2 separate regions of the Pungitius pungitius genome follow, and region 2 is linked to region 1. The links are chromatin contacts, called in public Hi-C maps. All regions are on one chromosome and are shown on one strand. Each heading gives the region's core, a stretch centred on a gene start, on an enhancer-like site or on the middle of the called end of the contact. The rest is flanking DNA. Distances are from core to core; before and after follow the strand shown. Region 1 holds the start of zfp36l2 (zinc finger protein 36, C3H type-like 2). Region 2 holds the start of LOC119214321 (transmembrane protein 229b-like).

Region 1 (3,997 bases), core at 1,089-3,588:
TCACTGTTCCTAATATTGAAATGAAAGAAAAGTAGCAGATATATGCTCAAATGAACCAACGCTCGAGACCACAGCCTGGCTTCGAGGTCGAGCCGGGTCATGATCACACCAAGGGAATGAAGGAAACGGGACTCTTTGTTTTTCACTTTTTAAACTGTCCATTTCTCTCACTTTGTCTTACTTGTGTTCACTGATTGCCAGATGTGTTTTTAATTTCTACCTTGTCTTTTTTTAATTAAACATTACAACACTTTCCGTTCCCAAGTTGCTGAAAGAACCAAAAAAGAAAATATTACTGTATGTCAACAATAATTGACATTGTGACAATAACCCAGCGGGGGAACGTGTCACACCACAAAGGGGCGTGGATCTTCCTCCGCGTCCACGGAGGTTTCCAGGATGAAAGCGACGGCTGAAGCTCCGCGCGTCGACTTCAATGGTGCGATTGTGCGACCGCGCTGCCTTCACAGCCCTGGCGCGGCGGGATTGTGAAGGCAAGTGTTTTCCTCTCTCGACACGTCCCCAAAGTTGCGCTCCAGCGTTCGCTCTGACTTCCACTGTATGTTTATACGAGGTGTTATTTTTCCGCTGTTGAATTTACTGCAGGATTCTTCCCGTTGGACTGTGTTTTTATGCTTTAAGCCCTCTACTTTTCCTGGTTATGTAATTAGGAGGACGGCACAATGGACTACTGTCCTGTGTGTGCGTGCGTGTGTGGGTTCATGTTGCCCTCTCGTACAGCTGGACCCTTCACCCTCCTTGGTAGCCATGTTCCCTCTTACAGTAAAACTGACGTAATGTTTTGGAACATCTTAACATCCCCCCCCCCCCCCCCCCATAGATGAATACTTAAAAGGAGCAGAGCCGTGTGATGGAAGAGAGCGGTTACTGCAGACGAGGACATGTTGAAGGGATTTTCTCAGCAGCATCTCTGTCTGTTCTTCCCATTAAACTATTTATCACAACTGGCTAAGCAAATAGTCATGGGGCAGCCCTCAAGACTAATTTTAGGGTTGGTAGTAGATTCCAAGCTCTTATGTCACTTGTTTTTCGCCTGTCCCCCACCGGCATCTCAAACCATACAGCACTACAGAAATATTGAATCATGTCATGGAGAGGAAAAAAGTTTATTTCTTGGAAACCGGCAATTTCTGCTGATGTGTCGCGCAGCGTTTTTACACCCTGGTGTCTCGGAGCGCTGATATAGTCTTGTCCTTCTGCTGCCAACGCTGCAATCTTTCCACTGTGGGTTTTGTTTTATTCTTCTCAACTTGACACAACTCCAAGAGTGAGTAGTTTGACATTTTCATGTGAACATTCTGCCACCCTGCGAAAGCTACGTCAGGCTGAGACAGCGGCAGCTTATTTCAACTGCAGTGCTTTCTTTGATTAACAAAGAGGAGGGTGACACAAAACATCCTTAAGCATGGTAGTGCCGTTGTGTCTGGAGCTCTAGTGCGGCAAAAACAAACAAAACGGGACAGTAAAAGCCACTTTCTCTAGCATAAGCGTTTCAATCGCTACTAAATGGGATCAGACGGGGCCTTTACAGCTTGCTCCAGCTGCGCCCAGCAGGGGGAGCCAGTCTGTGTTGGACCACGCAGTTCCCACCTTGGCCTCACGGGGGCAGTGTTGCTCTGCTGCGCCACATTGACAAACCACATTCCTGCATTCGGGCCTGAGATTGGGGGGGGAAAAAAACAAGTCATGGAGAAACTTCAAGTGTGGCTCAAAAAGATGTAACCGAAGCATATCCGCTTTGCACTCAACGTGTGCTTTTCTAATCGAGACAGTCATAATATTGATGTTTAGTTTTAAGTAGGATAAAAAGGTAAGATGAATAGGAATAGGCTGCTGTTGCCCTGTGGAAGTCCACTATGCAACGCGTTGGCTGCTATAAATTGTACTTGCACTCTGCCTGGACTCCTCTCCCCTCATACTTGTGGTCTCACCCCATCACAGGGAGGGAGAGGCACAGTTTCCTTCCATTACAAATGCATGTGTCAGCTTCCAAGTGTGGTGGTCCAGAGGTGGCCTGGTCGCTGGTCGTTTGGGGGGGGGGGGGGTTCTGAGAAGTCTTTTCAAATGATTTTGCTTTTGAGCAAGGCACAACATGTGACCCAGGGGAGGATGTGTGTACGGTTAATTTGTTCCTGTAGAACAGCGCGCATGCACAGTAGACGTCGCCCTGTTGCGTTTCTACATTCTTTCTCAGCAAGTCGACCGAAGAAGAAAAAGAAATTTAAAAAAAACTTCCACAAAATTTGGTTGTGTGACTACATGTGTGTCAGTGCGGGCGGGATCGGGGTCGCTGGGGTTGGATTTCAAGGCGTGGTGTTGGAGAATAAGCGGCCAACCGTTGAGAGGAGGTTTTATCCGGGAGGAGGGAAAGAGGCGGCTCCTCGCAAAACTTTGCACCGACTTCAGTTCGCCCCTCCCTGGCTGCCGCCAGGCATTTATACCCATGCGAAAAGGCTGCAGCGCACAGTGAAGCACTCTGGCTCCGCGCTTCTCGAGGGGAGGACATAAAGCCACCTACGACTCCACAATACCAAACCTACCCCCTCCGTTTTTTTTTTTCTCGTATCCTCCTCCATCTTCGGCGGACTTAAAACTGCACACAAACTTTTAAAGGCAGCTTTTCCTCAACCAAAACCAGTCGTGGCACAAACTAACGCTTCTGCACGTCGCGTTCAAGGATCCCGCTCGGTCCTCCATGAAAGACGGAGTGCGGCAGCAAGCCTGGGGAAAAGACATGTCTGCGACCGTCTTGTCTGCGTTCTACGACATGGACATGCTCTACAAGGTAAAGCTCGGACACCTTCTGGACACACCGTTTCGGGTTGACGCGCCGAATTCACGTGCTCACGACTTTTCGCGAAGTTTGTTCGACCGCAACAAGTTGTCGCGGCGTCGCGTGGTGGAAATAGTGTGTCTGCCAGCCGTGCATTGCTAACGTGTGTTTTCTCTTCCCCAGCAGCAAGATAAAAGCTTGAACATGAACGCCCTCCACATCAACAGCATGCTGGACAAGAAAGCGGTCGGGGCTCCGGTCACGTCTCCGGGCTCCGGCCCTTTCTCTCCGGGATTTTTCCGCAGAAACTCAACGAGCAACTTGGAGGCAATGAACAACGGCAACAAATACTCGATGGGCTCCTACGGCAGCCTGAAGGAGAACACGCCCGGCGGCAACAGCAGCGCCACGGCCCTCATGAACAAGGAGAACAAGTTCCGCGACCGCGCGTACAGCGACAACGGAGACCGGGGCGTGCTGCAGCAGAAGCCCGGCTCTCAAATCAACTCCACCCGCTACAAGACCGAGCTCTGCCGGCCCTTCGAGGAGAACGGGTCGTGCAAGTACGGGGAGAAATGTCAGTTCGCGCACGGCTACCACGAGTTGAGGAGCTTGTCCCGCCACCCCAAGTACAAAACGGAGCCGTGTCGCACCTTCCACACCATCGGTTTCTGCCCCTACGGTCCCCGGTGTCACTTTATCCACAACGCCGACGAGCGCCGGCCGGCCCCGGCCACCAACGTGAACATGCAGCTGAGTGAGTCCCGGTCGGTTCGCGACCTGTGCAGCTACGGCCAGCGGGACTCCCTGCCGCCGCAGCTCGGCTACACCCAGAGGGACAGACCAAAGCTTCACCACAGCCTCAGCTTCTCCGGCTTCTCCAGCCACCACGGACTCGAGTCCCCCCTGCTGGACAGCCCCATGTCGCGGACCCCACCGCCGGCCACCACCGCCTCCTCCTCCTGCACCTCCACCTCGAGCTTCTACGAGGACGTGCTCTCTCCCAACTCCATGTCCTGCATCAACAGTGCCTTCTCCTTCCCTGGGCAGGACTTAAAAGCCTTGCTGGCCCCGCTGGCCGTGCACACCCCGAGCGGGTACGCCAACAACCACTCCACCGGCGCCTACTACGGGAACATGCAGGGCGGCGCCTGCCCGCCCTCCCCGCCGACGTACAACATGAGCCACTTGCAGGCGCTGCGC
Region 2 (4,656 bases), core at 1,919-4,418, 180 kb after region 1:
CGTTCAAACCAACATTCTTAACGATACACAATTTTGTCTTTTTGCAAAGTGGTGATCTCATACATAACGCAGCTGGACTCAAGTGGTCATTATGCAGCAAGTTAAAGTCTCCGAGCAGACCAGGTTTTTTACATTAGCCCTGTTCTTGGCCCTATGACAGTCAATGACATCTGACACATGCACCTTGGGGTTACAACTGTTGAAACCAGTATGCGCGCGTGTGTGTGTGTGTGTGTGTGTGTGTGTGTGTGTGTGTGTGTGTGTGTGTGTGTGTGTGTGTGCATTAGTGTGTATGTGTGTGGGTAGTTTGCGGGACATTATATCACATAATATCCATCTTCCATTTCATAAACACATACATCTCTTCGTAAGTATTTCAATGGCCAACATCTTCATGTTAAACTTGTGGACGGGCCGAAGAGGCTAGACACACTTCAAAAAGGCCCCTTTCCATCAACACACACTTAAAAAAACACCACCCATATGTGCAGATCTTGCGGTTATTGTAAAATGTGAGACGAGAGCTCTCAGAATACATAGAGTGCGGGAGAGGGAAGAGAAAAGGCGGGCCAACTGTTTTCATTCAAACAGCAGACAGAGCCAGTCATATGCAAGCAGTCACATGTGTGTAAGGAAAGAAAATAAAATAAAAGAGAAGGACTCGGCAGTTTAAACAGTGGACAACAATGACCCCTACGGGTCGAAAGCAGAGTGTAACGTCAAGTTATCAATTACTTCGATTTTTATTCATACTTTTCCCATAGACTCATTGTCTAATCACTATAGTGACAATTGTTTTTTGTATTCCTCTTGTGAGTTTTAACCCATGTTAAATGAAATTAATTTGAACCAAGGCTTAATTTTCTTAGCGCTATGAATGTGTTCCCTGGGTGAAATGTATGGTCAACTGGTTACAGTTAAATGGTGAAGAAAAAATGAGGCAAGTCATATTTACAAGAACTCTTGATTAGTGCATCTAAAGACTTGAAGAGTTATTCGTTATACGTTTTCAGGCATGCAATGATTTTTGACATTCATTTTTATTTATGAATGAACATTGCATCACACATAATGCAAGATGTACGATTTGATATCAACAAATTGAATTCTCAGTTTAGATAATTTTTAAATGAGTATTTTATGGTGTAAATATGAAGTCACCATACAACAAATAGCCTATTGTAATAACATGAGTAACGTGTCCTTTTCACTAAACCTTGTTGGACTGTATCTCTGCAGAGATGGAGAGCTACTGCCCCCTATTTTCAGTCGAGCTAAAGTACTATTATCAGTCATATCTTGAATAGCATATTAGTACTATATGAGGATTTTGCTCAATATGGTCAGAATATCTGAATATAAATATTTGGTAAGTATTTGACAGTAGGATAGTGTACATGCGAAACACTCGGTTTTTTACTTAAATTCCTACATCTGCTTACTTACATAGCGCCTTCATACGGGTCGTTTTCCCGCTGTATACTTCATGTGGTCATTTTTATTTATTTCGAACAAGACGACAATTTAGTTAACGTGATTTAAAAAACTCGTGCTTACTATTACACCCTTTATCAAAAGTCTGCTCCAGGTGAGGCTCGAACTCACAACCTCGGCATTGCTCTGCAGCGTACTGTCTTATAAGTACCGCGCGCTAACCGATTGCGCCACTGGAGCTCACTGTGTCCACACGGTATTTGGATTTATATACCTAGTGTGACGTAATTTCTTCTAAAATCTTTCGCGTACCAACTGCCAACAGACCTTAACGCGTATGTTTGAGTGAAATTATCGATTTATCCCACGAAAACGAATCCGCTTTGTTTTAGAGATCAGAAATGATATGCGGGCTCTGACATGACGGTACAAAATCTTAAATTGTGTCGAACTAAATATACGGCCTTTTTTCCTTACAACGTCTTCAAACAATGTGCTTCTCCTGTTCATGAACATCTATATTATTACAGTCGTTGATTACGAATTGAATAAAAAGCAAGTCTTCCAAGTGATTGATTATGACTAGCTAAGCAGATCCTGATATCTAACGTAGCTCGCAGCCACTGCGAGATAAAAGGGACACGTAGTAATAAATATTTTCAAAATAAAACGTGTTTTACAGGAAAATACTGAATTTCAATATATACAAATGGTAATGACAATTATACTGAATCACCATCATACTGAAACGTTGACAATTGGAGGACGGTGTCTGGAGTTTGAAATCCTGTATTGCCTTTGTCTTTGGCCAGTGAAATAATCCATTTTCATGTCATCTCATCCTCTCACATCTCATAAACTCTTATCTTGTAGGATATCATCACATCTTATCATAGCCTGTTTCTTCTCATCTTCTCCGCTCGCAGTTCATGTCTATTCCTTTCAATAGATTTCAATTAAATTGAATGTGTTGAATTTACTACAAAAAGAGCAACAGGAGAAAGCACTCTAAGGCTCTCTCTAGGATAGAGAATGTACATTTCCTTAAACAAATATTCTTTGGTGATAATTCATCATCCAACAATGCAACACACGCTGTGTCAGCCCGGCTCAGCACTGTGCGAAGAGTCCACCCTTTGTCTACTCGATAACTTTATGGTCATTGACTTGTGTATACTGGCGTTCTTCCGGGCCCTAAAGGTGTGTTTGCTAGAATCACTGGACTCTGATCTGAAGGTCCACCGTTCATCGAACTGTTTTATTAGACTACACACAGAGCAAACACAAAGGACACGCTAGAGGCAAAACGTGTGGACAGACATCTGCTCCCAGAGAGACATTATGGTTAAACTGTATTCTGTGCATGTGTGAAACTTAACAGGCAGAGTTCTGCATCCATATTTATATTGTGTGGGTGTTAATGTGCGAAGTGGTAGCTTCACAAGATGTTGTTTAGCTTATTAATTGCAGATGAACAATAAATAACAATCTTTATAAGGTAAAGCTCTTTACTATTAAACTTTGTTAAGTAAATAACCAGAATGTAAGAACAACATTTACAATGACTATTAACCAAATATTGCATTTATCTCATCTACCTCATTAAATCACACAAACAATTAAAAGTCATTCAAATTCAGGCTCTACCAATTACAGGGGCCTTATCTCAACATGCAGACATGCAATAACTAGACACTCCATCATAATCAAATATTTATCACAACTGTTTATTGGCAGGGAACGAACATTTTTAAAAACTACTGTAGAATAATGTAGCTGCATCATCATGAATAAGTGTGTGTTGTTTACAGCTCCCCTGACACACCCAGGTGCTGCAGCTCACTGATAACCCATTGCCTTCACCCTTAGATGTCAAACACACATTGTATGTCAGTCCGATGTCAGCTCAATGCTGCACACAGACGTTTTTGTTCCTCAGGTGGATCCTGGCTTTAGCTTCCGGGTCCATCCCTTGGTTCACGACCTCAGTCCGTGACAGAGGCATCGCTTAATGTTTAGCCCAAGATCCGCTCACACACACACACACACACACGCACACGGGTAAGCAAAGGGATTACAAACGCACAGGGACCCATATGCTGCACGAGGATGGAAGCGAGAAAGCTTAATGCGAGGAGAGCACAAGGTAGTAATGAGCCAGGTGAGAATTATGATTGTGTTTGATTTTTTTAGGTCCCACTTCAAAGAATAACACAGTCTTTTATGAGACCATTGTTGACTATTTTTATAGAGTAAATGATTATGAGAGGAACCCTCGCCCCGAGTCTTTTATAGTTAATGACACTTTTGAAGCGCAGAGGGAAACGCTGTTAAAGATTATCAGAGACTTTCACTGAGCTAAACTAGGCTATAAACCTGTTAATCCAAAGTAGAGCATGTACACCGTTAGACGGCACAGGGTTGCATTCGCACTGGGGAGCCAGTATTATAACGTGGGGAGGAGAATCGAGAAGAAAACACTCATAGTCCCTACATAAGCCAATAAAATTCAAAGCATGAGTCGTAAAGCTACGAAAACTCCCAAAAACTGTCAGTTTTAAAAACACAGAGACCAAGCACCAGAGTGAAACCATCATTACATTTATCTTAAATCTAATTAGCACAAATGTAATTGAGTGTGATGTGTTGAATTAGGATGACTTTCATTTAAGTGTTTTAACTTAACAAAGTTTACTTAACTTGTTTCCTCTCAAAGAGTGAGACGTGAAGATCGGTTTAGTTCAGCACAGCGATTAGCTCTCACCTCCTGTGTCCAAAATGAACAACCTCTCAACTATTTTAAAGGAATTCTCCCTCTAAATGATCAGTTGTTACCAACTACACACAGGGCAAAGAAAAGAGGTTTTCCCGCCATGCCTCCTGAAATAAAAATAGGGAAAAATGTGTAAGATTACATCACAACCTGTGTTTACAAACGCTCACACATGGTCTAATATATGCAGAAGTACGCTCACTACTTCACATCTTTACTAACAAAGCGTAAAGAGTAACACCCCTATTCATGGGGAAGTACAACCTGTTATTCAAGAACTCAAGGTAACGCGGAATAGATAATCCATATACAGATGGTCGTTTTGACTGGGAAGTAATTAACTTATTAACATATCTCATGTGTTTAACAAGAAACAAAACTCTAGAATAAATAAATAATGAATAAATGTAGTTTCCGTGAGCTTGGCAGACACTCAATGGATCCTCACC

Evidence for each region. A called contact is a pair of places that touch in the nucleus more often than the background predicts.
Region 2: a contact with region 1 is called in a Hi-C map of muscle, with 8 times the contacts expected there. The contact joins the promoter of LOC119214321 here to the promoter of zfp36l2 in region 1. A contact is called at or near these places in 2 of 2 Hi-C or Micro-C datasets (both in muscle).

What each region holds. Positions count from the first base shown.
Region 1 is chr13:13,879,400-13,883,396 of fPunPun2.1, forward strand. zfp36l2 (zinc finger protein 36, C3H type-like 2) reads left to right here and starts at 2,339. Exons shown (of 2, transcript XM_037465842.2): 1 at 2,339-2,806; 2 at 2,981-3,997. The coding sequence starts at 2,717. thada (THADA armadillo repeat containing) reads left to right here. Exons shown (of 38, transcript XM_037465414.2): 38 at 1-253.
Region 2 is chr13:14,056,385-14,061,040 of fPunPun2.1, forward strand. It overlaps LOC119214321 (transmembrane protein 229b-like), which reads left to right and starts at 3,169. Exons shown (of 2, transcript XM_037466027.2): 1 at 3,169-3,580. The coding sequence starts at 3,544. It overlaps trnai-uau (transfer RNA isoleucine (anticodon UAU)), which reads right to left and starts at 1,674; the gene lies at 1,581-1,674.